Linked DNA regions of Danio rerio: all the other regions are linked to region 1. Evidence: chromatin contacts called from public HiChIP or PLAC-seq data. All regions are on one chromosome and are shown on one strand. The core of a region is the stretch at or near the end of the contact, and the rest is flanking DNA. Distances in the headings are between cores, read along the strand shown. Region 1 holds the start of armt1 (acidic residue methyltransferase 1). Region 2 holds the start of mthfd1l (methylenetetrahydrofolate dehydrogenase (NADP+ dependent) 1 like). Region 3 holds the start of si:dkey-25e12.3.

Region 1 (2,700 bases), core at 76-2,575:
GACCTTTATTTAAAAAGATTTAAGACCTACAACACAATATTTCAGTAAATTTAAGACTTTTTAAGGCCTAAAGTTTGGATTTTGCGTTTTAAGGCATTTTAAAACCCTGCAGAAACCCTGTTTAGGGGACTTAGACTTTTAATTGAGTTAGATTATAACAATTCCCAAAGTAATGATTTTAATGTAACATAAATTCTCTGTGGATTTCTTAATTTGGCCTCATAATGTACTGATTTAGCAGATTTGCGTTACTTCATATACAGAGCCTCTTGGATCCTTCGGTACATGTAACACTCCACATAGAGCCACGGCGACTTGAACCAGCTGACCAGCTGCCCATTCTCCATCAGGTCCTGCTGTCTTTCCATGTATTCATTCCAGGCCTGTGTGTCTTCAGCATTATCAGTGAGAGCCAGCACAGGTTTGTCTGTCTGCAGTTCATTCCTCAGCCTAGACAGGAAGGAGATGGCCCTCTTCTCTGCCTCCGTCCCTTCCTGATCAAACACAGGAAGTTAAATCTGCTAGTAGATGCATGATTTACTTGAAGAGCAACATAATGAATCACTGAACACTTAGTAACAAGAGAAAAAAAAATAAATAAATAAATAATAATAATAATAATAATAATATATATATATATATATATATATATATATATATATATATATATATATATATATATATATATATATATATACCTCGCCATATTCTTTATAGAAGTTGTCCTTATTGCGGTGTAATGTGTCCACCACTTTTGTGAGTATAGTTGGCAGTCTGTCTCTCACAGTCAGATAGGCAAAGGACCTAGAAATGGTAAATACATTAAATATTTTAGAATTAAAATCATTCAGATTAAACACTGTCAAGTTTGTCAATAGACATAACCTAAATTTACATTACTAGCACTGCCAATTTGATAAATAAGAGAATTCGAAATACATAAAATATAGGATTATTTTTATTGATTGTCACGTAACGTAGTAGTGTGGTCTTTGTAATCAATGGGTCGCAAAAGCTCGTTAGTCGACTATGTAGACAGTATATGTAGACATATATGCCTCTCCAGCTGTACATGACTTGACACCATTAAACAGTTTCAGCAGCTTTTAAAACACGACCATTGTAGGCTGTCATGCTTTCATTGAAACTGAGTAACACGTAAAAATACGACAGATACCTCGCTGTAGCCTAATTCTACATTAAAGTCGTAAACGGCTAGCACGAAAGAATAACTATATTTATGAAGACATACCCCTCAAACTTAGCAGAGAGCGACTGCGGGGGCAACATTCCCTCTGCCTCCATCTTTGCAAACAGGAAGAACTCGTGAGGTGATTTTCAACAAGCTTTATTTTAGAACGGTCGATGAACAATCACAAGGTAGTATACTTGTCTAAAATACAGTGTGTCTCTCATTCACATACCGCGGGAGCACATTCAGACACAAATGTAAACATCATATTTTATATTTTATCAGTAATCATACGACAACTTTAAGCTGTCAAAACATCTCTTGATCAATGACACCACTGACCTCTAGTGGGCGTGTAAACAAAATGCCACGATGTAACAATATTATAATTGTTTTTAAATTATCACGCCAATCATAAACTAATAATTTAGTATCAGTTCAATTTGAACAATCACTGCACTGAACATTTTTTCAACACATGAATGAATCAAATAAACAAAATATGAAAAAATCCACATTAAATATTCCAAAACCACATTTCATATTTATTTCACTTGTTATTTTAGCTTAACAAAAAGCTTATGTGGGTCTCCTGTAATTGTAGATGATTTGAGCAGGTCAGTCAGTCTGGTCTTTTTGGCTGGTATTAGACAGTTTTGGGCACTTTTCTGCTTGTCAAGCTGGGTGACCAGCCGGCCAGAGCTAGACAATTAGCTTATCCAGAAAGGACCAGAGAGAACCAGCTCAGTCTGGTTTAAATTTCATTTTAAACATAGGTAAACTGGGGTAGTTCTAGACCTATTTTTATTTAGTTTATTATTTTTATTTCACCCAAACAAAAAACTATCATGTCAATAATTTAAACATATTGAACCATTTTATCCTCTGATATTGTGTGTGTAAGTCCATACACACAGAATAACAAACTAATGTTGATGAGAAAAACATTTTGAACCATTTCCCCACATTTTTAGTTTGTGTGTTTGATAGTCCTTATATATGCTTGTACATTTACTGTAATAATAGTAGCACACTAACCCTCTGATAATAAATTCATACAACTGCCCTGTAACATTTAAGGATTAAATATCTAAGTGATTGTTACTGATTTACTTTCAATGATTTAAAAGATAACTCAGGTTTGTTTAATATATCTAATCTACATGTAACTTTCAATAACAAAATGCAGATAGGCTACTATATTAGCTAAACCAACTAAATTTCATTACTCTTGTCTACAAACAGCAGCAATTCAAACTAAATCATATTTAAGGATGATAATGTGATTTTCAAACATTGGAAACAGAAAACACAGTCCCAGATGTCTTCATCGCCCCAGTAGACCACATGGCCTGAACAGCAGCTTGTTTTCCACCACCCCCCAACTTCCCTTTCCTCTTTTTTTCACAAACCCACGGCCTGAAATAGTCATCCTCATTTAGCAATCTTAAATGTCCATGCAGGCTGAAGTACTCTTTAAAAATTTCCTAATATTTTTCTCAATTCTT
Region 2 (2,700 bases), core at 148-2,647, 140 kb after region 1:
CAAAATTTTCCAAGATAAGTTCAGGCTTAAACAGAAACTTGTTTAAATATACTTAAAAACAGTTAAAGGCTTAAAACTATTTAAAAAGTATTATTTAATAATGCAGCCCTGTCATTTTAAATCTTTACATTTTGCCATTATAATTTAATCTGCTGGGTTCACCAATTCCTCATCAAAAAGTTGTTACCATTTCAAATTTAATATTAAAAGTTACTAATAATATGTATTATTATACATACATTACATAGTACTAAGTACAGGTCAGTATTAGGTTGAATTTACACAAATATATCAATTACACTTAATAAGACATTTGACACAAAACATATTTGAACCCTTAAAATAGACATTTAGGTTGCATTTAATGTGTAATTTATTTAAAAATCACTTCACTAGGGTTTGATATGGCACTGATTCAAATTAGATAATGAATGCCACCCATAAAGAATATATAATTTCAGGGAAGACCAAAGAGCGCTGTAACACTTTTCATTGTTTTTTGCTTTACTAAAATAACTGTATACTTCCCTTCTTACTTAGTTGTATATACTTGATATAGTTTGTCTTCCAACTGCAGTTTCCAGTTATGGTGAACATATATGAGTTATTTTAGTTTTTAAAATAATAAAAAAACTTTTATACTTTAAAATAACTATTGTTCCCACAAACAAACACTTAAAAGAAATCCTTTACCGAGAGACGATCAGTATTGTGATCGTCCACCAGGGGAGCGGGTTAGATGAGGACATTCAATGTAACACTGACCCACTAAAAACATTCATGTTTAGTTAAAATAAAGAGTCGCACTTTATAGGACATTCAAATACTTATACAGTATCACAATATGAACATGTAACCTAGTTAGGACACAGAACAACTATAGTAGACTACATCCGCACAGTGTGAAGACAGACTGAAGACTAATGGGAAGCAGAAGTTACATCAGCAGGCAGACAAAAACCGGCAGCACGTGGAAACAAATCAAGGCAACACAAGAGACACTTTATCTTCAGTAACGTTACAGCTAAAGTAGCTGTATAAACAAACGTGTTACTTTTCGATATGAACGTTTTTTACTGACAAAGTTTAATTCTTACCCAACTGCTCTTTCATACGGTGGTCCTTCGTATTTTCTCGCATGACTTTGTAAACTGGCTGCTGTTTCAGTTGTACCGCTGGTAGAACTCGCTTCTCGAGCCCGCAGAAAAGAAACCGCGCTGATATCAGGTGTGTGTCTGTTCTCCCGGGATAAAAATTTGACACAAGTACGTGATCTTTGTATGGTTGAGTGGCTCCGGCGAGCGTGGCGAAAGGCGACAGACAGTCTCATCATGCTACTTGGCTGGAGCTGCTGACAGAGCGGAGTCTGGTCTGATGCTCAGGTGATTCTCGAGCACTACTGGAACAAGACAAGCGCGTGCTAGACACCGGCATCACGGGAGCGCGCTCACTGAAGAACTGCTGAAGAGCACTTGAGGCGTTTTTGTAATAATTGTTCACAAGTCTAAGCAAGAACACAAATGACTCATCTGACATTGGGCAACATCTTATTTTTTCGCAGCGTTTTTTCTTTTCATTTACAAATTTGTAGAATTTGTGTTTTTTTTTCATAATTTTTTTTCTTTTATATATCACAATTGCCCAATAAAGACAATAAATATTATCTTAGGGATAGTTAGATACGGACCCAAACTAAAAATTAACTGGGCATTTAGTCACCCTTAAGCGGTTCCAAAACATTGAGTTTCCTTTTTCTGTTGAACACAAAAGAAGAGTTTTAGAAAAATGTAATCATTGACTTCCATTATGAGATAGTGTTAGTGAATGGTTACAGATTTTTAACATTCCTCAAAAAATAAATAACTAAATGAACTCAAGCAGTTTTGCGACAAGTGAACGGTAAGTAAATTATGAGATTTGGGTGAATCTCTTTAAGACTCACAAACTGTAGACCATAGTTAAATTTAAGACATTTTTTATAAATGTGCCTTAGAAAAAAAAATACTGGTGTGCATCTTGACACACAAAATAAATAAAAAACTGATTTGATATTTTAAGATCAGTCAGTGCAAGTTTCTTTCAGTTAAAACAGCGCACTTTTATTTTAGTCTGGAATATTAATAGGATAGTTCATCCAAAAATTAAAGTTACGATCATTTACTCACAATCTTTATGACATAAGTTTCAAACTGGATTCCTGGAGGGCCGCAGCTCTGCAGTTTTGCTCCAATACTAATCAAACACAGCTGATCGAAATAATCAAGGTGTTCAAGACTACTAGAGACTATATTAAGCAGGTGTGAGTTGGAGGTGGTTGGAGCTATGCAGAGCCGCTGCCCTCCAGGAATTGAGTTTGAGACCATTGCTTTCTGAGTTTCTTTCTTCTGTTGAACACAAAAGAAAATATTTTGAAGAATGCTAGCTGGCTGGCACACACCGACTTACATAGTTTTAATAAATTCAATGGAAATGGATTCCAGCAACCAGCATTTTTCAAATGATCCTCTTTTGTGTTCAACAGAAGAAAGAAACTCAAATAGGTTTTGAAAAAGTGCAGGATGAGTAATGATAACACAATTATTATTTTTTCAATGATTTTTAAGCCTTGTATCTGCAGCCAGGGGATAGGTATAGGGAGTAAACTAAGTAACCCAAGTCACACTGATGATCCTCATGGCAAGAGCTGAAAGGAAGCATAGC
Region 3 (2,700 bases), core at 194-2,693, 160 kb after region 1:
ACTTTTAAAAATAAATTCTTACTATTGACATTTTAAATAAGTACTATCCATCTAGCCTATATATGTGTGCTATTGTCTATTAAATAGATAGTAGCAGCTAAGCAGCAAACAGACTATCTGTTTCACCCTGTGCCTAACAACAACCATTACCTGTTATAAATTCAATTCAATGTAATTCATGGCTTCTTGGGGCTTGTTGCTATCAACAAAATAATGACTAATGAACCAAGTACTATAGGACTATCTAATGAATAAGCACTCTGCTATTATCACTTTACTAGTATCTAAATACTGGTTTAGCTAATTAATACGTACGATTGGAGTATTTAATGGAAAATTAAAAATATTTACTAGTAGCATTACAGCAGGATAGGACTACATCATTTACAGGATATATTGTGTGCACACACACGACACGTATCTATCTTTCCACTCCGTGGGTAAGTTTTCGGGGTTCCCCCGCCCCTGTCACGCGGATGAGGTCAGAATCTACGTCAGCTTTAACTTATTTTTAATTTGATATTTATAAATGTATATAGGTTTGGACAAAACAACATATAAACATCTGATTACAATATAAGAGCAAAAATCTCTACAACTATTTGTCCTCTGTCATGTTACCGCCCCAGTGAATAGATCTCGAAGCATTTGATAACTGGACCAGCCCTTTTAATGTTTATTATGACGGCTTAATTTTTCAATTTAGAGTGACAACAACTAAAACTTCCTCTTCGTAAAGAAGACTATAAACATGTAAAATTATATAAAACATTAGCTTTAGAAAGAGGAGTGAATCTGCCAATTCATGGAAGTGAAAGAAAAAATGGAGATAAGAGCAACTTAACGTACCTCTGCGAGTATCTCAGTGTATCGATCATCGCCCTTCGCGATGGTACAGAAGATACACGTTTTGTCCAGGCTTTCGTCTATGGTATCCTGCTTGTTTTCACAGAAACAGCTGTTATCACACATTCTGGCTCAATGTCCGGCAAACCGAAACCGCCTCTTAAGTTTCCAGTAAATTGTGTCAACCGCTCTTCCGTGTTCCTCCATTTAAATCCTATGAGCTCATCAGTTTTATGACAGAGTCTCGGTGATACAGTACGTTACAGTATTACGTTAGCCGCGTGTATAAAACTTCATAAATTTTGCTTACGGTTTTAGCACTGTGCGTCCTGACACTTTCGGTTTGAGCAAATCCAGAGACTGTCGTAAAAAAGCTTGACACGAAAAAAGGCGTCTAACATGAAAATACAATGTAATAGGTGAGAATTAACGGAGTGACAAGGCGAGACAAGGCTTAATAGTCTTTCTCACTAAAACCGTCACACACTTACTCACATTGCAGTATTCATTTGAACTCACAGGAGCAGGCGTTATTAGCGGACACTAAAATAGTTACATTGTGCGAATATTGCAGCCTACTTTGTATTTCTTTTGAAATATTCACAACTGTCATTTGATGGTCATGTGACCTGATGATGTCACACCAGCTGTAGCTTTCAATATTTTTAAATATACTTTTATTAATAAGTTTTATAAGTATAATAATTTATAATTTATTTAAAGACAATCTAAAGGGTGTTTAATAAAAGGAACTTGCATCTAAAAGTGAAATTTGACTATGATGTCTTTGAATAACCGATATATGAAGTATTAAATATTGAAATATATTTTTTTCAATATGTTGGTATAATTTCTTTTGTTCAAAGCAAATTATGTATTTTGATATTTATTTTTTAGAACATTCCATGTTATATAAATGTGTAAATAAAACATTTAATAGTTTTATGAACTTCAAATTACCCAATACAACATTACACATTTTTCATAAATGTCTATCACTGCAAATCTGTAAAAATGTCAAACTATATTAATTCCATCATTATTAGGTTTTAAAATATTGTCGTGTTTTTAAACCAAAAATAAAATGTAATGAAAAAAAAATATTAAATACTGATGATTCTATTTATTTATGACACGTGTGTATGCATGCTTTTCTGATTACTAAGAACAATAAAAATATATATTTTATACACACACACACACACACACACACACACACACACGCACGCACGCACGCACGCACGCGCACACACACACACACACACTTTTAAGTGTTACTTTTTGTGATAGCTTTATTAAAAAATTAATAAAGCCCATTATGAACACATGACTCCATTATATCAGAAACGAACCCATCAAATCATAGTCTGCCACTGTCACTAATCTAGATTTTCAAAAAATCTGGTAGCCTACGCTAACGTTCAGATATAAAATAATATTAAAGTTTTATTGTTTACTCATTTGGTGTTCGTTGATTTTTCTCATCGAAAAATTATTTGTCACTGCCCTCTGCTGGTTACAAACAGACACAGATCAGCCTTACTGACTAGACTCCATCAGTCTGAAACTTTTTGATGCAGAAAAAATTCTAAACAACAGCAATAACACTTGATAGTTCAGACCAGACATTATAAAAACACACTAACACGATTCACATTAAGGTTACAGTTTTGTAATGGTTATTATTCTGATTGTGTCAAATGTTCACAATCTTGTAATAATGTTCAGACACCCTGTTAAATTTCAGTGTTTAATATATGCTATAAGCAATTATTAAACCTTTGGCAGGTCTTTACATTGGGAAATAAAACATCAGATGAACAACAACAACATATTGCGTGACCAAAAATAAGC

What was found. HiChIP or PLAC-seq counts read pairs in DNA pulled down with a chosen protein or histone mark.
Region 2: an H3K4me3 HiChIP or PLAC-seq map of gastrula embryo shows a contact between it and region 1, with 3 times the contacts expected there. The contact joins the promoter of mthfd1l here to the promoter of armt1 in region 1. A contact is called at or near these places in 1 of 18 Hi-C or Micro-C datasets (embryo) and 3 of 4 datasets of contacts at active chromatin or transcription factors (caudal fin, embryo and gastrula embryo).
Region 3: an H3K4me3 HiChIP or PLAC-seq map of gastrula embryo shows a contact between it and region 1, with 5 times the contacts expected there. The contact joins the promoter of si:dkey-25e12.3 here to the promoter of armt1 in region 1. A contact is called at or near these places in 3 of 4 datasets of contacts at active chromatin or transcription factors (caudal fin, embryo and gastrula embryo).

The regions. Positions count from the first base shown.
Region 1 is chr20:29,105,168-29,107,867 of GRCz12tu, forward strand. It overlaps armt1 (acidic residue methyltransferase 1), which reads right to left and starts at 1,326. Exons shown (of 5, transcript NM_001014331.2): 1 at 1,253-1,326; 2 at 699-804; 3 at 253-494. The coding sequence starts at 1,305.
Region 2 is chr20:29,245,764-29,248,463 of GRCz12tu, forward strand. mthfd1l (methylenetetrahydrofolate dehydrogenase (NADP+ dependent) 1 like) reads right to left here and starts at 1,398. Exons shown (of 27, transcript NM_001242996.1): 1 at 1,098-1,398. The coding sequence starts at 1,333.
Region 3 is chr20:29,265,079-29,267,778 of GRCz12tu, forward strand. si:dkey-25e12.3 reads right to left here and starts at 1,444. Exons shown (of 5, transcript NM_001025555.2): 1 at 850-1,444. The coding sequence starts at 972.